Linked DNA regions of Mus musculus: all the other regions are linked to region 1. The links are chromatin contacts, called in public Hi-C, HiChIP or PLAC-seq, Micro-C and promoter capture Hi-C maps. All regions are on one chromosome and are shown on one strand. The core of a region is the stretch at or near the end of the contact, and the rest is flanking DNA. Distances in the headings are between cores, read along the strand shown.

The links. Promoter capture Hi-C pulls out the DNA fragments that hold promoters and counts their contacts. Hi-C and Micro-C count contacts between places; a contact is called where the count stands out from the background. HiChIP or PLAC-seq counts read pairs in DNA pulled down with a chosen protein or histone mark.
Region 2: a contact with region 1 is called in a Hi-C map of Th1 cells, with 2.7 times the contacts expected there. The contact joins the promoter of A730020M07Rik here to the promoter of Rwdd3 in region 1. A contact is called at or near these places in 2 of 39 promoter capture datasets (cranial neural crest and liver), 1 of 484 Hi-C or Micro-C datasets (Th1 cells) and 2 of 115 datasets of contacts at active chromatin or transcription factors (large pre-B cells and pancreatic cancer cells).
Region 3: a contact with region 1 is called in an H3K27ac HiChIP or PLAC-seq map of trophoblast stem cells, with 2.3 times the contacts expected there. The contact joins the enhancer-like site here to the promoter of Rwdd3 in region 1. A contact is called at or near these places in 7 of 39 promoter capture datasets (the 3T3-L1 cell line, 3T3-L1-derived adipocytes, the C10 cell line and 3 more), 2 of 15 datasets of contacts at CTCF or cohesin (embryonic stem cells and pro-B cells), 3 of 484 Hi-C or Micro-C datasets (the N1E-115 cell line, pre-B cells and pro-B cells), 8 of 115 datasets of contacts at active chromatin or transcription factors (DN3 thymocytes, T-cell acute lymphoblastic leukemia, astrocytes and 5 more) and 1 of 9 other capture datasets (adipose tissue).
Region 4: a contact with region 1 is called in a Micro-C map of embryonic stem cells, with 6 times the contacts expected there. The contact joins the enhancer-like site here to the promoter of Rwdd3 in region 1. A contact is called at or near these places in 20 of 39 promoter capture datasets (the 3T3-L1 cell line, 3T3-L1-derived adipocytes, the C10 cell line and 12 more), 4 of 15 datasets of contacts at CTCF or cohesin (the NIH/3T3 cell line, embryonic stem cells, large pre-B cells and 1 more), 31 of 484 Hi-C or Micro-C datasets (the C2C12 cell line, ECoMG myeloid progenitors, the G1E-ER4 cell line and 17 more), 15 of 115 datasets of contacts at active chromatin or transcription factors (the 230-238 cell line, DN3 thymocytes, the NIH/3T3 cell line and 10 more) and 4 of 9 other capture datasets (adipose tissue, embryonic stem cells, liver and 1 more).
Region 5: a promoter capture Hi-C map of liver shows a contact between it and region 1. The contact joins the enhancer-like site here to the promoter of Rwdd3 in region 1. A contact is called at or near these places in 2 of 39 promoter capture datasets (liver and trophoblast stem cells) and 2 of 9 other capture datasets (adipose tissue and liver).
Region 6: a contact with region 1 is called in a promoter capture Hi-C map of liver. The contact joins the enhancer-like site here to the promoter of Rwdd3 in region 1. A contact is called at or near these places in 5 of 39 promoter capture datasets (the 3T3-L1 cell line, the HPC-7 cell line, hippocampal neurons and 1 more), 18 of 484 Hi-C or Micro-C datasets (the C2C12 cell line, Sertoli cells, brown adipocytes and 11 more), 4 of 115 datasets of contacts at active chromatin or transcription factors (bone marrow-derived macrophages, extraembryonic endoderm stem cells, hepatocytes and 1 more) and 2 of 9 other capture datasets (adipose tissue and pancreatic islet).

Annotation. Positions count from the first base shown.
Region 1 is chr3:121,168,776-121,173,631 of GRCm38.p6, reverse strand. It overlaps Rwdd3 (RWD domain containing 3), which reads left to right and starts at 1,937. Exons shown (of 5, transcript NM_028456.3): 1 at 1,937-2,040. The coding sequence starts at 1,956.
Region 2 is chr3:121,643,809-121,648,664 of GRCm38.p6, reverse strand. It overlaps A730020M07Rik (RIKEN cDNA A730020M07 gene), which reads left to right and starts at 2,212. Exons shown (of 3, transcript NR_036458.1): 1 at 2,212-2,283.
Region 3 is chr3:121,557,050-121,561,905 of GRCm38.p6, reverse strand. Gm40135 (a long non-coding RNA gene) reads right to left here. Exons shown (of 4, transcript XR_867598.2): 2 at 3,453-3,494; 3 at 2,771-3,027; 4 at 1-1,278. Among named protein-coding and RNA genes, the nearest start is that of Gm40135, 14 kb to the right of the region's middle. Within about 2 kb of position 2,890, at least 44 of the 459 cell types and tissues checked have an H3K27ac peak or open chromatin away from gene starts, as enhancers often do. A contact at or near this core is called in embryonic stem cells, extraembryonic endoderm stem cells and trophoblast stem cells, where this site is marked.
Region 4 is chr3:121,537,751-121,542,606 of GRCm38.p6, reverse strand. No RefSeq gene overlaps it. Among named protein-coding and RNA genes, the nearest start is that of Gm40135, 5.0 kb to the left of the region's middle. Within about 2 kb of position 2,431, at least 59 of the 459 cell types and tissues checked have an H3K27ac peak or open chromatin away from gene starts, as enhancers often do. A contact at or near this core is called in the C2C12 cell line, the N1E-115 cell line, adipose tissue and 9 more, where this site is marked.
Region 5 is chr3:121,467,715-121,472,570 of GRCm38.p6, reverse strand. The region is part of intron 12 of Slc44a3 (solute carrier family 44, member 3); the gene reads left to right. Among named protein-coding and RNA genes, the nearest start is that of Cnn3, 44 kb to the right of the region's middle. Within about 2 kb of position 2,805, at least 156 of the 459 cell types and tissues checked have an H3K27ac peak or open chromatin away from gene starts, as enhancers often do. A contact at or near this core is called in adipose tissue and liver, where this site is marked.
Region 6 is chr3:121,445,625-121,450,480 of GRCm38.p6, reverse strand. Cnn3 (calponin 3, acidic) reads right to left here. Exons shown (of 7, transcript NM_028044.2): 2 at 411-532; 3 at 123-189. Among named protein-coding and RNA genes, the nearest start is that of Cnn3, 22 kb to the right of the region's middle. Within about 2 kb of position 2,335, at least 75 of the 459 cell types and tissues checked have an H3K27ac peak or open chromatin away from gene starts, as enhancers often do. A contact at or near this core is called in adipose tissue, hepatocytes, liver and 4 more, where this site is marked.

The sequences.
Region 1 (4,856 bases), core at 688-3,187:
CCAGGTACCTGCTATTTCCGTTGTGTGAGAAATGCCAAGCAGACATCACGCTGCCTCTGTGATGATTACTTCTAAATGTCAGAGTGCAAGAAATGTATTCGAGGGATTTCAGTGTCTCCGGGTAGTGTCAATTTAGAAGACAATTCACATGAACTTTTTATTTAAGCATGCTAAATGAAGTATGAAAAGCAGGTTAAGGAATCAACGGAGAAAGGAAAGCAAAGAAGAAACCCACTGACCAGAAAATTTTAAGTATGATAATAGATGGCTGTACTTTTACATCAATTCCCATGGACCCCTTACTGACAGTAGGCTCCGGTGATCGCCTCCTAATCCTGCTGACAATGAAATCACGCTGTTCGTGTTATTTCGTTCATATCACACATTGAATTTGAAAAATTAAAACAGGATGAGGGCTATTCAATTATTGTGTGGACCATTTAACAAATATGACAAATAATCAAATTAATATTTTCCATTACTTTTAGCAGTAACATTGGACTTTAAACTGAAAATTGAATAACAGAGTGGTGCTGTAAATCAAAAAGTGTAATCTTTTCCCCAAATCTCTCTAACAGTTAATTATGAACCCACTGAACTTGCTTGAACTGCTATTTTGGAAATAACTCAAAGGAACTATTTTTTTTTTCTTTCTTCTAATACAAATTGGTTACATTATAGATAATCATGTGTTTAAATAAACCTTTATCTTTCTAATTATTTGCACAGCACGGTTCCTAATTGCCTGGGGTCACTGAAATCTCAGGGCATCCCTGGAAAAGCTTTTCTTGTCTATCTCATCAGATTTCCTTTCTCTTCTTGGAAGCCAATTTCTCTTCCTTTTTTCAAATTGCCCTTTTAGCAATAGAAATGATGATTGGGATAGTAACGTGGCCCAGTTAAAATTATTCTGACTTGTAGAAGTCAGTGAAAGGAGTCACTGAAGACCTACTTAAATTCTTTGATGAACTCACAGAATGTTATTTCTGATACAAACCAGTGGCATGAGACCTCCCCGAGTGAGCCAAAGGACTCTTGGGAGCTGCAGAATTAAAAATTTTTATTTTGGGGGCGGGGGGAGTCAAATGCACCTAGACAGAACTACTTACCACAAATTAATTTTGCTTACTAAAGTCGAGGTTGAAACAGATGCATCACTCATTCTGTTATCCTATTGTTACTGCGAGTGTTTTGAAATTTAGGTCAAGATTCAAAGATGGTGATTTCACCATTAAGCTTCAGGGATCAGAGAGGTAATAGACACATTATGTTATATGCATCGAATATCACCTGAACCGAACCAAACCGAACCAAATCAAATCAACTCAAATCAAATCACTGTAAAGCTAGTTTTTGGCTTTGGACCCCATCTCTAAGGAGTCTCATCTCAGTCTTCCCTCTTCTTCATCTTGGACTGGAAAGAGGCCCTGGAATCTAGACCTTGTGTGTAATCCCGAGGCTAGTGACCAACCAGGTCAGTATCCTGGAGGTCATTATCGTTCTCTTTTCTGAAATATCCTGACCACGAGGGTCACTGACCCTCATGAGGACATGGAATTTGTGTTTTGCTCACTGTGGGATCTCAGGACACAAAGTTCAAAAGCCTGACAAGGGCTCGTTCGCCTTGTTTGGCTTTTCTTGTTTGTTTAGGTTTTTTTTACTCTCTCCATTTCCTCCTAGCCTGGTGAAGCACGGTGGGTTCACAGCCTGGTTGTTCTTGTAGGGGACTTTGGGGCTTTACAGGTCTCTCTCTGATCCAGAAAACCACAGAGGCCAAAACTCAGAAGGTTCTGGGCGGACACATGCCACGCCCATAAACACGCCCATCTCCCCGCCCCCCGCCCGGCGCCATCCGCAGCCGACCTGGCTGTGAGGCCGGGGCGCCCCCCAGTGACCGTAGGGGAGCTTTGCTCCGGGAGGCGGCGGAAGTGGCTTTGGGTTCTGGTCGCACGGATATGGTGGAGGAGGTGCGGCAGGAGCTCTCGGCGCTGGCCGCGATCTTCTGCGGGCCCAACGAGTGGGAGATGTTGAGCTGTTCAGGTGAATACCCTGCCTCTCACCCTGCGGCCACTGCGGGGAGTCGGGGACCCGGTGTCTTGTGGCCCTGGACAGGAGTAGGAGGGGACTGGGGGGTGGGGTTGGCCTGCGCTTGCAGTGCCCTCCCCTGAGCTCGCCCTCTCCGCCCCCCTACCCCGTGCTCTCCCGCAACTAGACGGTGCGCAGTGCCCTCCTCGTGAAACCCAGCTCCTCCAAATAGTCGGCATCCACCATAAGCATTTGTGTATCACGTCCCTGACAACAGGACGCTGTAGTTGGTTGTCAGCCACGTGGAAGGCAGTCAGGAAATGCTTGTTAAGGTTTGAACTCTCCAGAGTTAATTGCCTTTGACTTTATTATTAATTTTTTTTGTTGTTTTACTTAAAAATATTTTTATTTTTACGTTTTCCAGGCTGCTGAAAAATGGCAGCCGATTCCAGACTTCTGCTGGACGCAGCATGGAGACCTTCTCTTCTAACCCAGGCAGGGCACCGACCCTCTGAGAGTTTATAGTCTGTAAAGCTATTACTATTGTTGTTATTATTAATTGTTTTAAAAAGCTAAAATTTCATTCTTGTCTTGGCTTCCGTTAAGGAACCCAGACGCTCCACTCACACACTTTTAAATTTTTTTTTGGCGTATGTATGAGTGTTTTGCATGCCTGTATAGACCTGTATGCTGAGTGTGCCTGGGAGGCCTGAATAGGACGTTCAGGGGCTAGGAGTTACCGAGGGTTTGAGAGCCTTGCCTTAAAGGTGCTGAGAACTGAACCCAGGGAATAGTCAGTGCTCTTAACCACTGAGTGCCCCCAATTTCCCCCTTTTGGGAAAATGTGCTGATGCAAATTATTCTCACCCTCGCTGAGCTGTCAAATATGTCATGTACATTTTGAGGTCAGTGAGAGCCATCCCTCTACTGTTACAATGTAACTACGATTGTAATGGCTTTTCTGACCATAAATTGGCTTAGCTCTAGGAAGACAGTGTGAGATGTGCTAGACCTAAGGAAGCTATATCTATGATTAGGAGGGCTTTGGGTTTCCATAAGATAAGTCAGTGACCCCTTTCTCCTATGCCTTCTTGCATGCACACATCTACAGATCTTTGTGGTGATTTGACGTTTCAGGCCATGTGAACTTTCTAGAAAAATGGAGTTGCTCTCTTCTTAAGTGCCTAGACCTGTCTTGTATATTTTTGAAACTTCCTTAAGACCCCTATGAAAGGATTTATTGTAGGGATTTGCCACCCTCTTGTGATTGGGTAGCATCCTGATCGGTTAGCATCTCCTGTCTCCACAATTCTCTCTATTGGTAATTGCTTCTGCCGGAGGCAGCTATTTAAAGGGATCACTCGTGTCTCCGAGTTCTTGTATCGTGACTTACTTGCCAATATCTGGGAGAAACGAACCTGTGATGTCCTATGACATTTTAAAAAAATGGTGGTGGTTTGCATTATGACCAATCAGATACTGTTGATAGGTCAGAGAAACCCCCCAAAAAGAAGTGCTGAGAGAGAGGGGGAGGGGGTTGTCTTAATACTCTGAACACTGCGGCTCTTTATCTGCTCTTAAATTGAGCATGACTTCAAGTCATGCCTCCTAATTAATTTAATTCAGTGTTCTGGCATCAATAAGTAATTGAATTATAAAGGAATTCAGTGTAACAGCTTCGGACATTTTGTTTTCTAGAAGGTTCACTGAAGAGTAGAACAGTTCAGCGATTGAAGCAGGAATGATTGACACACTCGGGAGCTGTGAGTGAGGCAAACACCAAGTGTAGCAGGCTTCGTGGCTTCTACCCTCGCTGCCAGCGGCAGTTCGGGTTTCAGGGTGTCACTCTGTACCCATCATTTCTTCCCTGGCCTCCACCAGATAAGTCTCTCCTGTCTTAAGTGAGATTAGAAGAATATTGCAGAGGGCCTACATTTCTCTGTAAGACAGGAAGACCTGGGTTGACCCCAACGGCCAGCTCTTGAGGCCCTGAGCCGAAAAGTCTTGAATAGATGGGTTCAGTTTAGTGGGGAGTAATTTCTTTTAAGAGTTTTGAGGGAGTTTGCATCCTGGCCACTCATGTTAGAGTAAGTTCAAAGGAAGAGGCGCTGTGTGTAACAGTCTCTTAGGGCTGGAAATAATGTAAACACCATATTCCCAGCTTGGGAAAGCAGTGGAGTAGCCAAATCAGGGATATTCTGTTCTTCTCCATCCCACGAGTCAGTCCAGGTGCCAGGGTTGGTGTGGTCACCTTGATCTTCACGTGGGTTTTAAGGAGAGGCTTGCTTAGCTTAGTTTGCATTGAGGATCACTGATGGTCACATAGATTACATCACCACCAAGCTCCACAGGGTTGGGTTTGGCACTGGGTCCCACTCCTCTGTAGGAAAGGGGCTGGTGCAGGAAACGTTCTTACAGTAAGACAATCCATGATGCTGAGAAAAAAAAAAAACAAAACAGTGGCAATAGTGTGGGTGGGATCCGGCTTATATTCAGAACAATCGAGTTGGTGGTGGGAGGTCCGCATTCCCCTTCAAGCATACACGTGTGTGGTCCCTTCTGAAGGTGTTATCATCCATTTTCCGGGTAGAGACACGGAGAGTATATGGCTGTGCCCAGTGCCTGTTATAAATGGAGTCGCAGTTTAGAAGCTATCTCACAGGATTAAAAGTTGAAAAAGAGAGGACTCGCATAACAGCTTAACTGCATCACACAATAGGCTGGCGATAGCTTCCCAGTGGGTTTTGTGTTTTATTAACACTGTTGTTCAGATTGGACTCTGTCCCCCTGCAAAACTGTTACAGTGACATATTGACGTTGTTTGCCGATGG
Region 2 (4,856 bases), core at 963-3,462, 470 kb before region 1:
GCGTGTTCACAATATTCACTCAACTCCTTGAGGGCCATACTGCCCTTGAGAGGCCTCCGTGTACATGTGCACTTGTTGGTTTTGTTAGTGAGTGCATTATGCAACTGTTTAAAGATGAAAATAGCTGTAATTTTTCCTTACAGAATTCACATTTCTTAGAGGAGACACTTTCCTAGAAATAGTGTAGTCCAGAAATGTTTTGAATAACCACTTATACACATAGTATGTGTGGGCATTTCACAGCTTGATCAACTGTTCTATTTGTGTAAAGAACTATTCTAAAGATTTCTTAAGCTCTATCATATCCTCGTTAGTTAGGGTAGAAATCTGGTTTGGTTTGGTTTGGTTTTTTCTAGGAACATCAGTGGAATGATCTCAATGTCATTACAAAAGATCTAACTTTTGACGGTGGGTTTTCGGATGCTGTAATCTCAGATGGATGTAGAGCACATCAGTCCAGCCCTTGATATCAGCATCCTTGAGCACCCCTCAGCTCCCAGTTGGGCTGTACTCAGACACCAGTACAAGGTCTCCTGGGAGCACTCCCTGTGGTCAGAACAGCACAGGCTTTGCCCAATGGTGTTCTTATCCCCCTCAGATCTCAAAGGACTAGAAGAAAGGCAAAGAATTAGAGTACCCATTACTATATGCTATATACTTACCAACATACGCAATATTACCAATTTGCTGTTCGGACAAGTTATCCTGACTTAGCTTGTATCTGTGGGGGTGAAAAGCAAAGATTTGTTTTATGCTGCTATGACAAGACACCTGATGCTGAAAACCTTTAGAAGCAAAAGGGGTCTAGTTAGCTCAGAGTTTGGAAGACTGGAAATCCTAGGACAAGCAGTTCTATGTGTTTGCCTCTGGGGAGGGCCTTCTGGCTAAGTCATTCAGTGATAAGTGACACCTCTGGTTAGAAGAGTGTGTGGGAGCAGCAGTAGTAGTGTGTGCAGAGAGGATCAAGCCATGAGAGAAGCCGTGAGAGCTCACATGGGGTTCACACTCGCCTCTGCACAGCAAGTCACTCTTGTTGAAGATTCTCTGCTTCCTCTAGTTCTAATCCTCTACGCCCCACTTCCTGAATACCTACCACTTTTCAGTATGGTTGCACTGGATGGGAGGTTTTGGGAGACACTATCCCATCCAAAGCCAGGATTCATCGCTGTGCCCCCAGGCCTGTTGTCTTTATTTGCTTTGCAACAATTAATAATAAATGTCAAAGAAAGGCAAGCAGTCTGTTTAAGTACCCTTCTCATCTCTGTGGCAAAACACTGCCTGAAACATCTTAAAGGAGTCAGGCTTTATTTTCCATCACATTCACAGAAGGTTCTCATGAGTGGTGCTTCTAGACAGTAGGGAGGCAAAGCATCCTGGCAGTGTGAACAACTGGCATGGTCTGTTCCCTTTAAGATACAGAGGATGTGGCCAGAAACTAGGCACAGCCCTCAACCCTTAAAGATGTTAGGGCTCCAGCTCTTCCTACCAGGCCAACTTTTATGGCCACAAGCTGGTGAAAGGGCCTTTGTAGCTGATCTTCCACTATTGGATGAGTGGTGGGGGACTCTCTGGTGTGTCTTCTGGGAGTCCCCAGGATCAGACAAAATCCCCACCTCTGTCACAAGGTCTGTAAACATCCTCATACTTGGATAGCAAAGCGCTGGCATGGTTAGCCTGCTTAATCACTACCCCACCCCTCCGAGGAGAAGGATGATTTCAGCCACTTGAGGAGGGAGAAACAGCCGTGACCTTCCTGCAAGGCTGATGATAACTCACTCCTTATAAGGAGAGGACAAACAAGGGCCCACGCTCAGGGCTCAGGAATGCACCTCTGTGTGTGTTCTTCCCAACTGCGCCCAGTAATTGGACTTTACACCTGAGGGCAGTCTTTTCTGTGGGCAGGAGGATGGGGGACATCCTCCCTTCCCACTGAGGAAGGCAGTAGTGATTACAGGGGGTAATCACAGCCATAAAGAGCCTGAATCAGCACCCCAGTTACACTGAACTTGATGGGAGGACTAAGAAACAAGCTCCCTGTTCACTGTAACGCCGACTTCACAATGATTTACTTATTATTTGACCAAAACAAAGTCAACATACACAGGACCAAAGTCAAACTGAGTTATTAACCACCAGTGACTTTAGCTATTATTCATACGTATGCTCCAGCAGGCATGCACTTAGGGCCAGTTAATATTTCTACTAACTCAGTAACTAAACCATTACGAGAGGCAAGTATTGAAGCTCAGGAAAAAAGGCCATTTTCCTGAGTTCTCTCAGCTGGTAAGTAAGAAACAGCTATGAATCCAACTCTCTCTGACTCCATAACCATCAGAAGCCCCCCAGAGGAGCTACAAACCCCCTAAAGCTCCCAGGAGACCAGGGGCCCCTGGGCTGTGCAGTATGAAGGTTGAGTTTAGCCTCTCCAGTGTGCTTCATGAGGAATTCCCAGAACTTAGGGACCAAATGGTGGGGTGTGTGTGTGTGTGTGTGTGTGTGTGTGTGTGTGTGTGAAGTTTACTTGCAGATATGTGCATATGCATGTATAGGCTGGAGGACAACATTGCCTGTTGTTTCTCAAGACTCACCCACATGTCCCTCAGTGGTGAGTAGGATAGGCTGGCTGGACAAGGAGCCCGGGTGTCTTGCCTGCCGCTGCCTCCCAGAACTGGGATCACAAACGCACAATGCCTCTTTTGGCTTTCATTTTTTTCAAAAGCAGGTTTTGGAAAGTGTCAGGGAATGCTTCTTTACCGCCTTAGCTATGACCCAGCCCTGTATTCCCTGCTAAACTGCCCTCCCTCTAATCACTCTGAAAAATACAGAACCAGAAAGCCAATCGCTGTAGGTTTCTTCTTCACTCAACACTGCAGAGCCCAGCTGCGGGGCCGTCCGAGGTCTTTATGTGAAATGCATCATGTCTCAGCCTCCTTGCGGAGTTGGCCTGCCAGCCTGTCCTCTGGCTGTTCTCACAAGCCACCCATGTTGCACCCTTTGGCTGCCCTCTCCCTATATTCAGTGCATAGTTGTCCAGAAAGTCTGCCCTGCCGTGACCCCCATTCTCTATTCATTGTGAACTTATTGCATATGCGAGACACAGTGCTGAGCTCCTGGGGTCAAGATCTCTGCCCTCTTGGGCAGATGCTCAGGACTGGAGAGAAAATAGCTACTGGTTTATACAATCAATCACTTTGCTGTGATTATATAAGCCCTTTAGAAATTTCAAAATTGCTAAGAGTGTGTCTGATGGAAACAGGGATGCGGGGCCTGCTCAAGGCTAGGATTGAGGAGATGTCTTCTTGGGGAAGAAGAGAAGATAGCCAAGGCTGAGAGAGGGGGAGGGAGAGGAAGGGGGAGGGGGAGGGGAGGGGGAGGGAGAGGAGAGGGAGAGGGAGAGGGAGAGGGAGGTGGCAGAACAAAGTCAAGAGGTCATCAGGAAGGGCCTCTGTGGAGCCACCTTCAGAATTCTACAAACGAGGAGCTTACACTGAAGGGTTTAAGTGGTGAATTGTACAAGTGCAGAAACAGAAGCAATGAATGATGCATGTGCCAATGGATTCTAAATGGTGCTGAGAATTAGCGAGGAGCTACCTATGGGGGCCTTTGGTCTCTCTCTGAAATAAGCTAAGTTGGCAGTAACTGGAAGGTGGGATTTGGGGAGACTCTCATATACGCTGGACTTGAATTCAGTATGGAGCCTAGAATGACCTTGAAGTTCTCAAATTCTCAAATTCCCCTGCCTCAATTTCTGAGGTGCTGAGATGACATACATGAGTCACCAGGCCCATTTATGGGGTGCTGGGGCTCAAACCCCAGCACCGTGTGCACTCCAGGTAAACACTCTACCAACTGAACTGCATTTCTAGGCCCAAAGATCAACTATTAAAAAGGCTACAGGAAGGTTTGTTTTTGAAGATTGGTCTGGTAATTCTGCCTGTCACCGCTACTAGAAGTCTGAAGCTAGAATTCTGGCATTGTTACTCCACACGAGTAGCCCACTCAGGCCTGCTCAGAGAGGAAGATCTGGATACCCTGTTAGGGCCAGCTGTGGGAAGGATGGCACTAGAGAACATGGTGTCAGGATCCCAGTAATGGATGCTATTGTCCAGGTTGCCCCCGTGAGCTGCTCTCTAAGCTTACAGAAGGCCGAAGACGTTCCAGATGTTCTCCTTGGAGTCTGCCACGGTAGGCCACCAACACTGAGTTCTTTGGTCCATCCCACATGAGCAAGAAGGAACTGCATGTATGGTCTGCAGGATTTCTCTGATCCTAACACTAGGGCTTAGTCACTCCAAAGGAATCTGTGGGTGACTTGTTCTGTGCTCCCAGGTGAGGCTGACAGACATGGTCTGTGGCCATGACTCTGGGCTAGTAGGGAACTTGAGGAGAAATGGGAAGAAGAGGGAGAGAGAAATGTACAAGAACTTTGATGAGCCTAATGGTGGAAGACAAAGAAAAAACCAGTAGCTTGTAACTGAGGCATGATGGTGCCCAAGATGGTTCTGCTTTTAAAAACTCAGTTGGCTTTGCCTTGAGATACACACACACATGCATAAACATACACATATACACACACACATGCATAAACATACACATATACACCTGTGGGAAATACACATTAACACACATGCATACACATACACAAATGTATAAACATACACATATACACCTGTAGGCAATACATATAACACATGTACATTAACACACATACATATAAAAACACACATACACACATGCATACATGTATACACACATATACCTGTGAACAATACACACATTTATACACTACACACATACATTTGCACACACACAACCTCCATACAGTTTCTTAGTTAAGAGAATGATAACATTTCCTT
Region 3 (4,856 bases), core at 1,641-4,140, 390 kb before region 1:
ACTGTGCACTAGTGACAAGCCCACAAAGACATGGGGGACAGAATGTAACAAAATACCCACAGCTATATATGAGAAAGGAAGCAATATGGGGTAGCAGACTGAGTGCTGACCTGGACCTCAGAAGGGCCCTTGGGTACAGCTCCTATTCTTACTAGCAGTGGGATATTATGTAGGGGACAACATTTCTGGGCCCATAGGCTGCAATGGGTAATGCAGGGCATGGGCCAAATTAATCAGAAAGTCTCTTCAGACCATGTTTTCCACTTACGGAGTTAAAAAGATGGGAAAGAAATAGCAAAGCAATTTTCTCTGCCTCCTGGATCCTGAGCTGTCAAAGCTGGGTCAAGTGGGTCATAGCAACTTAAGTTTACTTAAATGGTTTAAATCATTTGTGTGTATGTATGTAAGTGAATATGCTTGCTCATGCGTGTGCAGGTACACATGTAATTGGCAGGGTGCTGTGGAAGCTAGAGGTCACATTCAAGTGTCCTTAGGAGCTGTCCACATTATGTTATGAGACAGTGTTCCCTGGAACCTGGGGTTCCCTGATTAACTTAGACTGACTAGCCAGTTAGCCCCATGGGTCCGCCATTCTCCATACAGCCAACAATGGGATTATAGCATGTGCTATCACTCACAGCTGGGCGGTGAACTCAGGACCCCATGCTTGCTATCTCCCCAGCCCCTAAATGTTTTAAATCTTTGACCTCTCTTAGCAGTAAAGTGCATTAGTACATGGTGGGGGTGGGAGTGGGGGGGGGTGGGGAATGAACAAGAGGTGTTGGGGAGGGGTGCGCTGGCTAGGCCAAGTTAACTAATGTTCTCATTACAGAATCCAGGCTCATTGTTTCGCACCTATGCATGAAACCAAGCCCAAGCTTTGCTTTGCAAGAAGAGTCGTCATCCACAAAGGCAAACCAGCCTCGTGCCAGGGCAACAAGGCGCCCTGATGTGTGGAAGAACAGGATGAACTTGGGTGTGCCTGTCTCAGGCCTGCTGCCCAGCTGTCCACCCTAAAGAAAAACTATCCAAAGTTAATACAGGTCTCCTCCTCCACAAACAGCTGTAGGGATAAAGTTGCAGCCCCAGCAGGTATTTTTCATGGGAAATTTTAGACATCTGTGTCTTGGAGTGGCTAACCAAACTGCCCATTGCAGATTCTCTCTACTGTGAGGTGTTGGACTCTTCGTCTTTCCACCCTTCACCTCTTCCAGGCCACAGGCATTCCGTTCTGCCACACCTCTCTTCACTGGGACATGGCAAGTAGTCTTTTCATTTCTAAAAGCAAAATGAAACAAAAAACAAAGGTGAGTTGGATTGCAAACAGTAACTGTGCTCTTGTAGAGACCTCTTCCAGGAAATGGCTGGATGTCTCGGGTAGCCTCTCACCACCTTCCAGGCGTTAGCCTGTCAGGAGCCGGGCTTCTCAGAGACATCCTGAGTAACTGCTCTTACAGATACTCCAAGGTGAGAAAGCTCACAACGGGCAGAGAAAGTAGTTTCACCTGGAACAAATGTCATCACGTACTCCTGCTGGTGATTAAGAATAGCCGGTAACCTGGAAGCAAGGCCCCACCCTAAGCAAACACTCTAATGTGGGTTCTCTGGTGTCAGTGTCCTGGTCGTCTTGGTTCTCCCAGGCACACACCTACTTTTGCTGCTTAGTTTGTTCTTGTCCTTCAGATTCACTTGGGAACGGGACTCTGGGGACCTGACCTCCCTCTGCTGTAGACACACTCTGGGTCCTTCTTACTCAAGCGTGGCAGCGGACGCATCCAATCAGCCTCCTCGAGTGTGTCCCATGAGCCTGACTCAATGTGGCAAAGGAAGGGTTGACAGAAGTTTTCAGGGCAGATGAAAAGTGACCGAAAGAGAACTTTGCTAGGAGTTGGAAAGGTAGAATCCTCCTTCCCATTAACTCCCAGGTGAGGGAAGGTCACGGACTGCCTCAGGCTGAGGGAGCAGCCGGGAGAATGCGCCAGCCACGCCCTTGGGAAAGAGAGCATTTCCCACTAGAGTATTTCTCCACTCAGAGACAGTAACCATCACTGATAAAACGTTTGTAATTTTTTCCCATTTGATCAGTGGGACACACGTGTCACTTAGTGTGCGGCATTGTTGCAATACGCCTGCTGCAATAAGGCCAGCTCCTCACTGGGAAAGTGCCCTCAGGGCCCCAGGCACCTTGTGAGCTTCACAAAGAGGTGAACAAAACAGATTTGGTTCCAGCAGTAGGGGACGTGGGTGTGGGAGGAGCTGAAATGAGTCCCCTAAGTGGTTGAGAAGAGGCTGTGATTAGGGCTCTCAAGGAAAAGTAGACCACAGAGGAATGTCTCTGCCTGAAGAGGCTGGGAAACCGCGCATGCTCAGACTTGGCTTTTCCCTCCCATTCCTCTGGATGGAGGGTTGGAGGTTGCCCCACAGAAATAAGGCCTGGGCCTTCCGGAAGTCCTTCTTTGCCCATCGTCAGAAGTGCAGGTGAGGCAGGGAGACGTGACAAGAGGCCTGTGACTGTGAGTCACAAGGAAGTCAACTCTGGGACCCAGCAAACAAGTAAGGCTGTCATTTGGACTGCAGAAAGGATTGTACAAACCCCCTCCAGCAAACAAAATCAATCACTTAAAAAGAAAAGGCTAGCCCTTCAGAGAATTCCTCCCTTCCCTTTGGAGTGGAAACTGGGATTCTTGGGCCTTAGGCTTGCTTGAGCACCTGCCTGCAGAGCGAATCCTGCTTTCATTCACTCTAAGGCCATCTTGGTTTTCCCAAGTACCTTATGAATCACTGGGTCCTTTGTTTGTGACACAAAGGCACAGAGATAGTGATGGGCGTTCGGAGCCTCCCTCTTCCTGTTCCGGAGGCTTCTCCACTTAATGCAAAGATCTGCAATCACATGCTTTGTGGCCACGATGAATAAGTCTTCTCTTTCAGCTTTTCACATCAGGCTGTCTGTTAACTGGTGTGCTGAGGATGGGCGGCGACCTCGGGTTGTTAGGGCTGGAGACCCAGGCTCTGAGCCTAACAGCTACACTAGCAAAGTAGTAAGACATCGATACTTAAGTTGTATTCACAAGAACCAAGGCTGTACCAGACCACAAACTGTGACCTAAACAGAGACTAACAGGGCGATGGGTCATCAAAGAAACAGTAGCCAAGTAAGTAGTTACTGTTAACTTAGCTGTGGTATTACAGCCAATGGCCCCAACAGGAAGGTGCCTGGTGCCAACTTGGGTACACAGCTGGCAAGCTGTAGTCTAATTTTATAATCTAGACATTATGCTGAGCAAATTAGAATTTTAAAATTAGTCTTTGGTGTTGTTTTAACCACAACCTATATGTTAAAACTTATTTTCAATTCAGGAGTTACATTTAGCACGTACAAAGGAAAGCCGAGACACAGGTATCAAAGCTCTAAGGAACTAAGTTTCTATCCCAACAAGGTAAGATATTCCTACCAGTCTCTGTAAGGGTGAATGACTGAAAGTTCAAAACAGCTCCTACAAAAAAAAAAAAATTATAATTACATAAAATTTACATGGGGCTGGTGAGATGGCTTAGTGGGTAGGGGTGCTTGCTGCCAAGCCTGGTGACATGAGTTCAGCCCCTGGAATCCCCATGATAGAAGGACACACCTACCTCCACTCGTTGTCCTATAATGTCCTCATTCGTGCAGTAATGTGCACATCTGTGCACAGGTGAGCACACACATACATACATGCAAATAACAAAAATTTAAATGTATATACATAAGAACTCTAGAAGGAAAACATTAAAATACAGCAGTAGTTATTTACATAATTACACTGATGATTTTACAATTTCCACATTTAAAATTTTATTTGATAGATGCCAATTAATTTGCAATAAACTTTTTAAAACATGTGTTAAAATATACGATAACCTTATTTTCTTTAGGGTATTATTCAGGCCTACAGCCTTATTCACTGTGGCCTCACTTTCTCTCCTTACATATATTTGAATGAAGGATTAGACAGAAAATTTGACCTATAATAAGACTAACGAATGAAATGTTTGGGTTGAGCTCAGATTTCCTAACCAAATACTACAATAAAAACATTTGGGCTTTCTTTGTTTAAGATTTTTTAATTTTAAAGATGTTTAATTGTTTTATTTTATTTAATCTGGATATTTTGACTATGTGTATGTCTGTGTACCACATACATGGTTGTACGTTGTCATGTGGGTGCTGGGAATTGAACCACTGGTCTTCCTCTGGAAGACCAGCAAGTTCTCTTAACTACTGAGCTGTCTCTTCACCTCTGTTTGGAGTGTCTTAGAAAGAGCTACAGCAGATACAGGCATATACCTGAGGGCTGAATTTTGAAGATCAACTTGGGTTACACAATGAGACTCAAAAAAATAATAATAATAAAAAGATAAAGAAAAAGGGGGAAAGAAAAGAAAAGTGAGTTTGTTTTACTTGTCTTACTCAATTCTTAGCTATTTTGTTTGTTGATGTGAACTTTAGATTTGGTAGATTAAATTAAAGAACAAATATTTAGGTACATCCTGACATTTAATACTTCTCCAAATTCCATTATTTGAAAGTTATCTGCTTCTTATCGCAAGTAGCATCCTGCAGGCCTCTCAGGAAATCTCATTTCCTGATATCGGGATCCCATCGGCATATGGTTTTCATTTGTCACTATCCTTTGGAGTCTTCTGTGTTCTACTTAGCACCACATTGCTAACACATTAGCAAAGACAAATAACAAGTATTCCACGGCAGAAATTTACACTGGAAGGATTGTGAGTGGTCCCTTGGTCTATGATTCCTCCCAGACCTGGAATCCCTTGCAAACCTTGGCCATAGCCCGCTGGTGTCTGTTTGAAGTCCT
Region 4 (4,856 bases), core at 1,182-3,681, 370 kb before region 1:
GGGGTTGATGTATACAAGAGTGCATATGTGTGCATGCTGTGGAGGGGTTGATATATATACATGTGTGCATATGTATGTGTGCTGTGGAAGGGTTGTTGTATATACATGTGTGCATATGTATGTGTGCTGTGGAGGGATTGATGTATATGCATGTGTGCATATGTGTGCATGCATGTGGAGGACACAGGTGAACCTCCAGCACCATTCCTCAAGCACCACCCAGTGTTCTAAGCAGGCTAGACGGGCTGGCAGCAAGCACAGAGACCCTTCTGCCTCCACCTCCCCAGGCTTGGGATTATAAGCCTGTGCTTCCGGGCCTCAGATCTGCCACACGGCTCTGTAAACCAGGCCCAGGTCCTTGCGTTTGCAATGTGCATTACTAACTGAGCAAGCTTCCCAGCCTTCTCCCCAACCCAGAGGTTTTATGCATAGAAAATGACTTCAGTGTTTTCATATATAAAATAAAAAGGGAAAGAAAAGAAACTGTATCCAAAATCATGACATGATTGTGGGATTTATTTATTTATAGGTTATCATACATGAGTAGTATATTTAAACCATTTCCACTCCACCATCTCTCGTTCTAATCCCTCATGTGTTGTATACACCCAATGCCTTATCAAGTTCATGATGTCTTCTGTTCTCTTTCTCTCCCCCCTGGCTTTTTTTTTCCCTTCGGTTTTTCAAGACAAGGTTTCTCTGAGCAGTCTTGGCTGTCCTGGAACTCACTCTGTAGACCAGGATATCTTCAAATTCATAGAGATCCACTTCCCTCTGCCTCCTGAATGCTGGAATTAAAGGTGTGTGCCACTACTGCCCAGCGATGTCTTCTTTAATTATTATTGTGACATGTGTGTGTGTGTGTAATACAACCTGATGAGTCCATTTAGTACATCAGATAAGTACATCAGATTCCATTTTTCTAATTACTTATCTCCAGTGAAGCTGGCATCCCAAATTAATGTAGCTTTTAAAAATAATATTTGTATTAGTTTTTTGAGAATTTCATACAATGTATCTTGGCATTTCCCTCCTAGATCTACTCCTGCCTCCTCAACAACTCCATACTCTCTCTCTCTCTCTCTTAAAGGTTCATTTATTTAATGTATATGAGTACATTGTAGCCGTCTTCAGACACACCTGAAGGGGGCATCAGATCCCATTTCAGATGGTTGTGAGCCACCATGTAGTTGCTGGGAATTGAACTCGGGACCCCTGGAAGAGCAGTCAGTGCTCTTTTAAGATTTATTTATTTAAATTATGTATGTGTGTACACTGTAACTGTACAGATGGTTGTGAGCCTTCATGTGGTTTTTGGAAATTAAATTTTACTCCGGTCAGCCCTGCTCGCTCCAAGCCCAAAGATTTTATTATTATACACAAGTACACTGTAGCTGACTTCAGACGCACCAGAAGAGGGCATCATATCACATTACGGGTGGTTGTGAGCCACCACGTGGTTTCTGGGATTTGAACTCAGGACCTTCAGAAGAGCAATCAGTGCTCTTAACCGTTGAGCCACCTCTCCAGCCCCACAATCTGAACTCTTGCCTGTGTGATGTACAGTATCTTTTCTATTTAAAGATTTATTTATTTATTAGATGGAAGTACACTGTAGCTGTCTTCAGACACCCTAGAAGAGGGCGTCAGATCTCATTACAGAGTGAGCCACCATGTGGTTGCTGGGATTTGAAGTCAGGACCTTCAGAAGAGCAATCAGTGCTCTTAACTGCTGAGTCATCTCTCCAGCCCGATGTACAGTATCATGAGGCCTCTGAATTTGCTCCCCAGGACTGTATCTTGTCCTCACTATCGCTCTAATACATTTGCTAACATAATATTCCCTTTCAAGTTTGATTATTTATACAACAAGTTGAGCCCAGCAGCAGAACAAATGATTAGGGTGCATAAAGCCGTGGGTTCAGACCCCAGCACTAAAATGAGAAAGAAGACAATGAGGTTTTGCCTAAACACACACGTAAGAGACAGTTTAAGATGCTGTTTTCCAAGGCTTCCACCCTACAAAATGCTCCATGAGATTCAGTTTGGAGCTGATTAACTGTATCTTAAAGCAGGCTCATCTTTCAGGGCTCAGCGGGGCCTCTCTCCCCATGACTTCTGTGATTACCTCTGTTTTCTCTCTCTCTCTCTCTCTCTCTCTCTCTCTCTCTCTCTCTCTCTCTCTCTCTGTCCTTTGCGCTTCCTCCTGGGTTTCTCTTTAGATCCCGTTGTCCCAGAGGAAAAACAAAAACAAGACAATCAAACAGAACACAAGATGCCTTGTATATCTAGTGTAGAAGAGAAATCGTGGCTCAGCTCTCATTAATCAACCGATTGGGTAGAGTTCACCAGCCGCTCACTTTGTCTTGTAAATAATTACTTAGAGTCTGAGGCCCATGAGCTCTGCTTGAAGTCTTCTGGCTCCATCTTCTGGATTAAATTGTAAGTATTTGGAGAAAGAACTGGGTGAAAGTCCACAGAGCAGGGTGGGACTTGAGGGAGTGAAATCAGGTGTCTGGGCTCAGGATTCCAGGAGCTCCTGACCCGTTCTCAATCACATCACCCCCATCCCCCACTCCCCCTACCCCCACCCCTGCCCAGCCGGCCTCAGGGAGACTGGCTGGGCCAGCTGCTGCCAATCTAGTGTTTTATCTGTGGGGTCATGACCTGCACTCTAGTGCTTCCTACTCTTCCCTGTCTAGACTTGCAGTCCACGGTCTGACATCAGTTCAGAGGCGCCCACCAAAGCCTCTGACAAGGGCCATTACAATAGCCAAGATGAGCTGAAAGCAAACAGATGAAAGCAGTAAAAATTAGAACTCACTCACCCGGAAAAGGCTGAAGGTGGATGAGCTCTTATTCTAACATCTTTGTACACAATACTAAGGCAGAAAAACTCTTCTGATTCTGTGCCGTTTATATTTAGCGGATACTTCAATATCTTGATCTTTTTTAAATGTATAGCAACAGGCTTTTATGAAGAAAGTCCATTTGCACTGTAGACTCCGTTCTAAGTTAACTTGCCCTTAGGCAAGGGCATGGCCCCTGCCCTTGAGGTCTGAGAAAAATCACAAAATGTCCCTGGAAGTAACAAAATAGACATAGTAGCTGCTGCTAGCTGATAACAACAGAGTGGGCTAAGAAAACCTAAGTCTTTCCTAGGTCAAGGTGCTCCGGTTTTGATGTACGCTCCCTCCTTATGGTTTAACCAGGTGCTGTAAACCAATTAGTTTAAAGACCTTCCACGGACCGGGCTCAATCGGCCCCCCTCAATTCGTGGGGAGTCAGGGGTTCCGGCAGGTGGACATAGAGTCGGCGAGAATGGGGTGACAAACAGACATGACACGAGAGAGTGTGTTGGATCTGAATGTAATGTCAAATTGAGCATCAAACTTTTTATACAGTAGAAAATAGGGAAGTTCGGTGACACATCGGCAAGGTACAATGAGATTACTGGATGCTTAATGACTATCACACAAAACAGGAATGCAAACACAAAGACTGGCAGGAACTGGGCAATAAAACAACTGAGACAAGGTCAGCTCTATCTAAGGTCAGCTATATTCTAGGAAGCCAGGTGTGAGGTCTTTACACTCCCAGGGCAAGGGCTTTCATGCCCAAGTCATGGCTCTAATTAGGGAGTTCCGTTCTAGCTAACCTTCTCATGAATAATGCAATACTTTAAAACCACAGCTTGATCTAATTCCTAAACCATTGTAAATTCCTGTATATGGGAGTGACTTGGCTTTTATTCTAAGTGATTGTGTGTGGGGACTTTCTACTAATAAGTAATGTAGTCTGCCATACATAACTATAATAAGAATTCTAAACTTGGGGCTGGTGAGGTGGCTCAGCGGTTAAGAGCACTGACTACTCTTCCAAAGGTCCCGAGTTCAAATCCCAGCAACCACAGTAACCATCCATAACGAGATCTGACGCCCTCTTCTGGTGTGTCTGAAGACAACTACAGTGTCCTTACATATAATAAAGAAATAAATCTTTAAAAAAAAATTCTAAATTTACGTTGCTAAGCTTGCCCTGAGATTTCTAACTCTATGTAGTATATAGTAAGGCCTGATTTCTTTCACTATCTCTCTTACAATACTAGAGGCAATTCTGAATGTCACTGAATAGGCAACTTTCTTACCAAGACCAGAGTCAGCTCAAGGACTACCTAGGGTATTGGTGAAGGCCAAGAAGCAAAGTTCCATTTTGCTTAGGTATTTGGCAAGTCATTGCTTGGAGGCACCTATAACGAAACAATACTGAAAGGAAGCACACAGATCCATTCACCAGGACAAAATTGGAGCATATGTGCTATGGGATGCCACAGTTCCAGGAGACTAAGTTTCCAAGAAACTCTTCTCCTTGGGACTGCTTCCAGGTTTCTAAACCTGTCAAGCAAGTCACTACTGGAGTGGATGTAGCAAAGACCAGCATTCCTTTACCCTCTCAGGTAACACCAAGGCTTAGAAACACCCGCTTGCAGTTTTCCCCCTGCTTGCAGGGTTTTTCCCCCCGCTTGCATATAGATACAAATAAGTATACAGAAATGCAGATAAATGAATGATGGATAGATGGGTTAGATGTGTAACAAATTTTTGGGCACCCTGAGTTGCCTTCGAGACAAGTGTTTGAAAAAGAACAAAGTTAAGTCGTCAAGCAAGTTGACATTTGGAAAGGTATCAAAGGTGTCACTGAAGCCATGACAGTGTGACCAGAAACTGGTGAGTTGCAGCTGGAACTATGTGTGCACCTATGCAGGTCAGGGCTGAGGGGCTGGAACATCCCTGGGTGCTGTTCTGAGATGGACCCCTCAGCCTGCTTCTCCAGCCTCCTGAGCTGCTCAGGTCCAC
Region 5 (4,856 bases), core at 1,556-4,055, 300 kb before region 1:
TGAAGGCAAGGTCACATAGTGTCGATTGGGGTCCACACTCAGACTCTCTGGGGCAACCTGGTCTTGGGGGGCCTGCACTTAGCATTACAATACACAGCATGAGACCAAACCTCACCAGTGTTAAGTAAAGGACCAACCATCTAACGTCTGTGAATACCATGGTGTCTGTGGAAGTGGCATAGTAAAACAAGCCCCAGGGTAAACATCTTTTGTGTGTGTGTGTGTGTGTGTGTGTGTGTGTGTGTGTGTGCGCGCGCGCACGTGTGTGTGTAAAGTTTCATACACGAGTACTATATTTACATCAGGGCTAAACATTTTGCACACACCGTCTAAATGTACCATCTTGGGGACTCTGAGTATTAGGCAGCTGCCAGTCACTATACCAGTGAGGAAACTGAGGCCTGGAGGCTGAGGGGCATCACCAGGATGAGAGCGACAGCAGGACTGTGTGGCCATCTGTATGATATCCCAAGCCTGAGTTCCTTGTCAGTGATGAGGAGTGGGGGGAGCCAGGGGCCAGCCCATCCCGTCAGCGTCAGCGCTTCTAATAAACCGGAGACCTGCAGCCATGCCGGCCTTCCCGCCCCCCTGCACTTCCCATTTCATATTCCCACAGTTTCCTTACAAAAGACCAGGCCTCCTCTCTGACCCGCTCATTTCCTGCACTGACTAGGCACAGGTCAAATGAGATGGATGGCTGCCATCATTCCGGACCCAGGGAGGACATCGGGTGACAGTAACAGCCTCCGCAGTCCTGATTCCTGGACCTGCCCAGTCACTCAGAGTCACATAGCTGCATCTCGGGGTACAAAGCTTTCCTGGATCAGCCAAGGGTCAGGTACAGCAAGATGAGCTTGTCTGGTTTTGGCTTGTCCTGGATCTGAGGGAAGTGGAATACTCTCTCACAGTATGCACTGTGTGCTCCATGATTACGCTCCGCATTGGCCACAACCTACTGACAGTGGGGTTTTTTTTTCCTCAGTAGAATTTGACACACACACACCTCGGGAGGGGGACATCAGAAGATGTCTTTAAATTGATTATCTATTATTTAGAGAGGCACACAGATGCCACAGCACAAGTCTAGCGGCCAAGGTGGGAGTTGGTTCTCCCCTTTCATGTGTGTGCCCCAGGAATGAAGCGCAGGTTGTCAAGCCTGATGGGAAGTGCTTTACCTACTGAACCATCCTGCCAGCCCTTGGCTTTTTAAGCCTAATGTCTACCAAAGAAAAACATATCAGACAGTCAATTTCAAGTTTAGCATGAAGGAATATTATTTGGAAGGTAATCTTTGCCTAAGCCATCTCTAGTTCTCTATTCAACGAATATCCCCGCAGACGGAATAGGGCTCAGGAAGGGCATCTTGACAGAGGGACTGCAGGGTTTCTCAGAGCAGTGCAACAGGCAGGGGAGAGAGCCGCAGCACCGGGATTGGAGATGGCAGACCTGGGGCCATGCTGGTTGAGGTTAGAAGTGGCTTGGAGGCTCTCATCTAAGAAGTCCTAGGTGTTTGTGACCCTGGCAGAGATAGGACAAGAGTGGAAACCATGAAGTCAAGAAGCCAGAGAGAAAGAGAACTATCACAATCAACACTCCCTAAAGCTAAAACACAATGCTAAGGAAAAGAAGTCTTTTAGCCCTCATAACAGTTTGTATGGGACTGGACGGATGGCTCAGTGGTTAGGAACACTGGCTGCTCTTCCAGAGGACCCAGGTTGGGGCACCAGCACACACACAGTGGTTCACAATGGTCTGTAGCTCCAGTTCCAGAAAAACTGATGCCTCTCCCAAACTCCTAAAATTAATAAACCTAAAAGAAATATTATTTAAACGCAGCAATAGTTTTCATGTTGGTTTAAGTCATGTGTGTTGAAGGTGTGAGTGCACATGTGTGCATAGCATGAGAGGCCAGAGGACAACCTTCTGTGTTCAGGCACTGCCCACCTTTGTTTGAGACAGGGTCTCGAAGTGGCGTGGGACCCACCAGGTAGGCTAGGCTGGCTGGACAGTGAGCCACCAGGACCAACCTGGCTCCGCCTTCCAAAGGCTGTGACTACAAAACTCATGTGCCACCACAAGGTTAGTCTGTGTGTTTGTTTGTTTGTTTTGAGACAAGGTCTCACTATGTAGCCCTGGCTGGCCCTGAACTCACTCTGTAGACCAAGCAGCCTTGAACTCACAGAGATCTGCCCACCTCTGCCTCTAGATGCTGGGGTTAAAGGCAAGAGTTGGCTTGTTTTGTTTAGATTTTTAACTTGAGTTCTATGGATCTGACTTAGTTCTTCAGGCCTCTAGGACAAGTACTTGATCCACTGAGCATAGAAACTTTCTAGTCCCAGTTTTCCATGATTCATTTTAAAAAGGGGTTTAGGACCAGGGAGATAGCTTACTGGGTAACACTGCTTGCTACACACAAGCTTGGTCCTGAGTTCCATTCCTGGACCCCACAGTGGGAAGAGAGGACTGACAACCAAGTGATGCTGTCCTTGGACCTCACACATGTGCCATAAGATTTGTGTATTCACATGCACATGCGCACACACAACCTAGTAATAAGTAAAACAAAATTAAAGTAAGTTAAAAATGAATAGAAAAGGGGTTTTAGAAAGCTAATCCTCACATGTGAAAGTATTTGTGAGAAATTCAAATATTCCTTCAGTGGGAGTTGAACATCACTTTCTTTACTTGACAACGTTTGTACTTTCACTGAAAAACCCTGTAGAAATCAGTTCTATTGGCTTTGGGCTCCTCTGTGTGCCTGCCTGTCCTTTCAACCGTGCATATTTGCCAAGGAATGTGGGGAGGCAAAGGAGGCAGTGGCCTTCACCGGGGCTACTTGAGACTGATCAGTTGTTTCCTTTCTTCTCTGTCTCTCTGATGCTTAATTCGCCCCCACCCCACCCCCCCACCCCCACCCCCGGCCACAGTGATGAGCTTGGAAAGAATGAGGCCATTCTAAAAATTAAGCCTAAAAGCAAATAAAATTTCAGAAAAGCAAACAAGACTGCATTGCCCTGCTTCTACTTTCTTGGCAGGAGTAACTCTCGGCCTCCCCTCCCCTCTCCTCTCCTCCATGTCTCATCCCTCCCTCCTGGCAGGACCCCTGAAGAGGACAGAGGCGGCCGCTGGCAGGCTTCCCCTCTCACAGTCTCTCTGGTGGTGGTTTGCAGCCTGGTAAACAGTGAATTCTTGAAGGGACTGGTGAATGCCAGACCCTGGAAGGCTCGGGCGTGTCTGCCGGGTGCCTTGACTTCCTCTCCATGTGTTTGTGATAAAATCAGAGATGAAACTGGCTTGGACTAGTTCCTGCAAGTTTTTCTAGGGGCCTCGGAAGGGGTCTGGATGTGCGTGGACTCAGCTACCCCTGTGTGTCTCTGAGGTCTGAGGGTGTATTAGTTACTCAAGTTTGTTTCAGGAGTTCTTTATTTTGAGTGAATAAAATCAGAACTCAGAGAAGCCATTCCAGAAATAAAGCCGGCTATTCATGGCAGGGCTTTGGGGTGAATCCCTTCCCTTCTCTCTGGAGGAAAACTCTATTTACTTTTTTGACGAGTCAACAGCAGCTCCAGTTCACAGCTCTGCCATCAAAAGATGCTGCCTGCCGGTTCAGTTTTCGGGGAGGACAGATGGGTGCTCTCAGGGGATAGAGGATAAGGGTCAGGCTGGGCAAGATTAAGTTTTAATTTAAAGATGGGGGGTGGAGGGAGGACTTTCTAAGTGTTAATATTTTTGGAGAACTCTCTCAAAATAAAGAGTTAATCTAGCTTTTTTTGGTTACCTAATAACACAATGATTAAAATTCTATTAAATGGGAATCATAGTGCCTACAGTGATTATTTTACTGAGCTAAGGCCAAGTTATGTGATCAGAAGAGGGTGCCTGGTCCACTGTGAATCATTTTGTAAACACATGTGTGCATGCATGCATGCAGGTGTGTGTGTGTGTGTATGAGTACACACGCACACGAACACACACACTCATAGAGGCCTGAGAAGGACACCAGGTTTCCTGATGTATCGCTCTCTACCACCACCGCCACCCCACTCCCCACCCCAACCCCCCCCCCCCCCCCCCCCGCAGGACAATGCCACTTACTGAATCTGGACCTGTCTGGTAGCCAGCAAGATCCAGTGAGCCTCCTGTTCTCTGCCACTTTCTGCCACCCTGGGATGGCAAAACTGTGTAACCACCCTCAGCTATTCTTATTTAAATGTTTGCCTGCATATATGTATATGTACCACGTGAATGTCTGGGGCCTGCAGAGGCCAGAAGAGAGCATCAGATTCCCTGCTACTGGAGTTACAGAGGGTTGTGGGATGGCATGTCCATGCCAGGAACCAAACTCAGGTCCTCTGTAAGGACAGTAAATGCTCTTTATTATTGTTGTTGTTGTTGTTTAAACTTTTCTTACAGTCCAGTTGTTATCCCCCTCCTGGTCTGCCCATTCACACACCCCCCCCCCACATCTCCAAGAGGATGTCCCCACCTCACCCCCACCCCACCAGACCTCCTAGGGTTAGGTGTGTCTTCTCTCAATGAGGCCAGTAAATGCTCTTAAACACTGAGCCCTCTCTCCAGCCCCTTCACTCCGCTGGTTTTGTGAGTTTGGAGAATTTGAACCCAGGTCCTCACACTGCCGTAGCAAGCACTCTTAGCTGCTGAGCCATATCTCCAAACAAATGTGATAGACTTTAATTTGAAACTTTAAAGCCATCAGATGTCCTTTTACAAAGCCCAAAGCAGGGTGCATGAGAAGAGCAAGACCTGGCAGGGGTTACTCTGAAGGCTTTAGGAGGTAAGCAGAAAACCCAGGCTTCTTCTACAAAACTGTCCTGCCAGGTCACAAAGAAAGATCG
Region 6 (4,856 bases), core at 1,086-3,585, 280 kb before region 1:
GAGGGAGGGAGGGAGGGAGGGAGGGAGGGAGGGAGGAAGGAAGGAAGGAAGGAAGGAAGGAAGGAAGGGAAAAGAGGGAGGAAAGGGGTGGACAGGAGGTTGCCCATCTGACAATTAATTACCTGGGGCCAATTTAGTGAGGATTCGTTGACTTTCTTCACAGAGCCTGGCTGTAGCTTGTTTATGAGTCTAAAAACAAAATTACAATGATGGAGCTTTACGGATCAAAAACAAGAACCAGAATATTAAGCTGATTCCCTGGAGGTCAGTGAGGGAAAGAATAACACAGTGGTAGGATATCAAGGTCAGCATTCTAAATGGGGAAACCAGAATCAAGGCACAAGCCCACAGACAGGAGTGGGAGAGAAGAAAGGGTACTCGCTCGCTCGTTCGCTTGGAGGGCCACTCACTCGCACAATATGATGCCGTCCTTCAGCCCCAGCTGGAAGTTGGTGCCAATGCCTAGGCCTGTCACCTCTTCTATCCAGTTGCGCAGATCTTCCTCGGCCTGCTGGTCATACTTGGATGCAATCTGAAATACAAGTTCCGGGATTTCAGAAGGACTCAGTAACAGGGAACACACACCACTGGCTCACAATGCCATCTGCTTTCGTTCATTGTCCACTAAGCCCCAGCTCTGACAGGTAGCTCTCCCCACCACGCAGGAGAGTTTGCTGGTGACTGTAGCCAGCTGTTGCAGCTGCAGTAACTACACACAGACTGTGAGTGAAGGCAGTGTCCATTAAGGAGCATAAAAAGAGAAGCCGGGACCAAGGGGAGAATTCAACAATACAAGACGAAGTCCCCGTCACGCATGACGCAAGGGGCAGGATTTAGCAGAGTGTTGCAATACGCCATCAGCTGGACCTTAAACTTTTAAAGACTGAGTCATGAATCACCACATTCCAAAGAAGGACAGGGAGAGATGGGACTATTGAACACAGTATCTCAACTATCTAGAACATACCATTCTAGGGGTTTACCAAAGTTCTGGGATCCGCCTTTTATTACAGCAATTGCATTCATTACATTGTATGCGAGTGTGCAGGCACACAAACACAATACGTATACTTTTAAACATACATTTTTAAAAACAGTTCTCAGGACTTAAAAAAACTACCTTTGAATTTCACAACAATACCATAAACCTAACCCCCATCCCCCCTTTTTTTTTTCTTTTGTTTTTTTTTTTTTTTTGAGACAGGGTTTCTCTGTGTATCCATTGCTGTCCTGGAACTCACTCTGTAGACCAGGCTGGCCTCGAACTCAGAAATCCGCCTGCCTCTGCCTCCCGAGTGCTGGGATTAAAAGGCCTGTGCCACCACTGCCCAGCCACTCTAAACTTTTAAAAAAGTGGAACAAATATTTTAAAACGGCATGCAGCACACCTTTAATCCCAGCTCAGTAGGCAGAGGCAAGTGGATCTTGGGAGACTGAGGCCAGTCTGGTCTACAGAGTGAGTTCCAGAACAGCCAGGGCTGGCAGCTGGAGGCGAGGCGAGATCATGTACTCTTGCCTTTTCATTCAGCACAGCTAAAAATGCCAAGCAGACACACTTAGGCTGAGCCCAGGGGCTAGATAGGAGCTTGGGCATCAATTACTAAACTGTCAGAAATGGAAATGAAGAGCGGGGATGTCTGCTCGCCATAAAACATAATTAGGCTTAATTACTGAGCCAGGCACATCACTACATTGCTCAGGGGGAGGTCCCTGGAGTTCAGGTCTAACTAGCCTGGCAGGACACAAGCACAGCTACGGAGGAGGGCTTGAGGCTGCATGTGTGTCGTGGGTCATCAGGGCCAGTGTGGACAGGTAAGAAGCTGGCGAGCTTATGTCTAACAACGAAGGTCAGCAGAGTCTTAAAAAGAAATGAGCTCAACTGACCACACTTGACTGTGGTTCCTCTTCAGTAGACAGGACACGACAATGGCCGCTTTTCATGTCTTCCCTCAAGGTGAACAAAGATGTCATTTCTCACGTCAAATAAACGAAAGAGTCACACTCCTCTTGTAGGCTCATGAAAGCTTTCAGATAGCCCCGGAAAAGTGTCAGAGCTGCTGGCGCTGGCAGGTGCCTCCCCTCCCCCATCACCAAGGGGCGGCTCCGCTGAAGTAAACATGATTTCAGGGATTACTGTGTCCCCTTCACACTCCATTACCCATAATTAGAGAAACGGGAATGGATAATGGATAATTTACTTCAGCTGTGTGTTTGCTTAACCAGGATTACAAAAGGAAACCCAACAGGTTTCTATTGTGAGACAGCACTTCAGAGTTTCGGATCAAATCCAGCCTGGAGGCGAGTTCATACCACAGTGTAAGGTACACCCGTGCGCAGCAAGGTCCCTGCTCTTGTACCCTCAGTCCTTGGGAAGGTCTCCTTTTATTCCATACCAGCGAGGGTCACTCTGGGCTGAGTGGGGAGCAGGAAGTATGGATAGTGACGACTCTGGGAGGGACAAGAAGGAAGCAGCAACTACTCGCCTACTCAGATAATCTGTCTCCTCCAACACAGCAAGCGGGTCCATTTCTGTATGACACCTCTCTGCCCTCGCTGTCTTCACTAGGAGCCTAACTTCTGATCCAGTCAGTTCCTGTCTGCACAGCAGCAAGACTGACTTCAAGCAAGACTGACTGAGTTCACTAAGTTCCTTCTAGTTGTCTACAACTAGAACCATCAAGATCTGCAGACTCGGGGCTGGAGTGATTGGCTCAGCAGTTAAGACCACCGGCTGCTCTTCCAGAGGTTCTGAGTTCAATTCCTAGCAACCCCATGGTGGCTCACAACCATCTGTAATGTGAACTGATGCCCTCCTCTGGTGCGTCTGAGGACAGCTACAGTGTACTAATATACATAAAAATTAATAAATCTTAAAAAAAAATAGCCGGGCGTGGTGGCGCACGCCTTTAATCCCAGCACTTGGGAGGCAGAGGCAGGTGGATTTCTGAGTTCGAGGCCAGCCTGGTCTACAGAGTGAGTTCCAGAACAGCCAGGGCTATACAGAGAAAACTTGTCTCGAAAATCAAAAACAAAACAAAACAAAACAAAACAAAACAAAACAAAACAACCCTGCAGACACATGGTGACAGCCATATACTGGGGTAAAACACTCATACACATTAAAAATTACATCTAAAATAAATAAATAAATAAATAAGTGTTGCGAAGTTGCGATCCCAGCTCAAGACGACAGAGGCAAGTGGAGTTAGGTGACATAAAGCCAATGTGAGCTACATGGTGGGATGCAGGTGGAAAATATCCTTTTGCTTTTTCAAATATAGAGATGAATCTGTTACAGGGGATATTCTTTGCAGGACTGTGGGGATAGCTTTTAAAAATCATCTTTTATTAGTATGTGTGTGTATGCATGATGTGGGGGGGGGGGTGTTGTCAGACAACAATTCAGAATTCTCTCCTTCCCCCTTGGTTTTGAGGCAGGGTCTCTCTTGTTTCTATAGATAGTACAGAGGTCAAGTGGAGCTGCCCTGTAACACAGGGACAGCCTCACCTAGATACCGCAGAATATTTTTAACAGCCAAACACCAGGTATGAAATACCTCTTTTTACTGATATAGAAACCATACACACACACACACACACACACACACACACCCAGACATTATAGGTTATTGCCAGTCTTCTTGGCTACCCCCTAAAATTTGATGCTAAGCCCTAAAGACGCAACATAGAACATGGGGTAAGTCATAGAACACGGAAGAATCAAGCTGGCACTGACTGGAAGTCAGTCTCCTACTGGGAGAGAAAAGCAAACAGCAGCAAACAACCCTGAAAGCAACCGGCCTGGCAGGATATGACCACTGGTGAAACAGAACGGAGGCTGTAAGACTAAGCAAGCCCTCTCTGATTGGACTTAAGGCTCACTCCACACAACGTTACTCATGACTTGACAAGTCAAAACCCCCGGCTGCCTAAGTCAGAGATAAGAATCCCCCCCCCCCCCCCCCCCCCGCTAAATCTTCCTCGGCTGAATGAACACAGTAACACCCTAAGTTCCTAATAACATAGATAAACGCAGTCCCACCCTCAGAGAGATGCTTCTTTTTGCGCTTGGGACAGAGACCCACAACTGGTCAACGTGCACAGAATGAGAGTAAGTTGTAGAAGTGAAGGTAAGGAGACGCCCGCAGCAAAGCAGTTGCCTGGCAATGACAGGGTTATTGCACAGCTCAGGTGTCCCCGTGCTCAGGACTTGCCAAAATCCCAGCACGGAAGGCTTCATTCATGATGCCCCACTCCTAGTTACTGGCAAATGACAGATCCTGGCAAAATAAGAGTCATCTTCAGGGATGTGACCCCGGAGAGGCTCTACCAGGTGACCCTATACCCATGCCATTCAGACAGCACCAAGTGGACTCCTGGGTTTAAAAATAAAGCACGTGGGGCTGGGAGGGAAAGTGGTGGGCAGATGGGTGATGGACTTGATCAAAGCATAGCACAAATAAGAAAAAAACAAAACAAAAACACTTTAGCCAATACAATTTATTCACTATTGTTAACTTAAAAGCTTTATTAATTTTTGAACATAGGCTGAAATGACATTTTCTTCCTTATTGCCAAGCAAAAATAAAAAGCCAAACTAAAACAACCCAAAAAAACAATAACCCTAATGTTAGAATAAAGATACAGCCTACAGAAAGGAGGAAAAAAACCTTTGCTAGGTCAGGTGTGCTGGGGCATGGCTTTCGGCCCAGCACTTGAAAGGTAGAGATAAATGGATCCCTTGATGTCAAGGGCAACCTGGAGAGTTCTAGGCTCAAAAAAAAAAATCACAGTTAAGGGTATTAATATCTACACTATATAAATAGAATATATGAAGAACTTCAAATAAGTGAAAC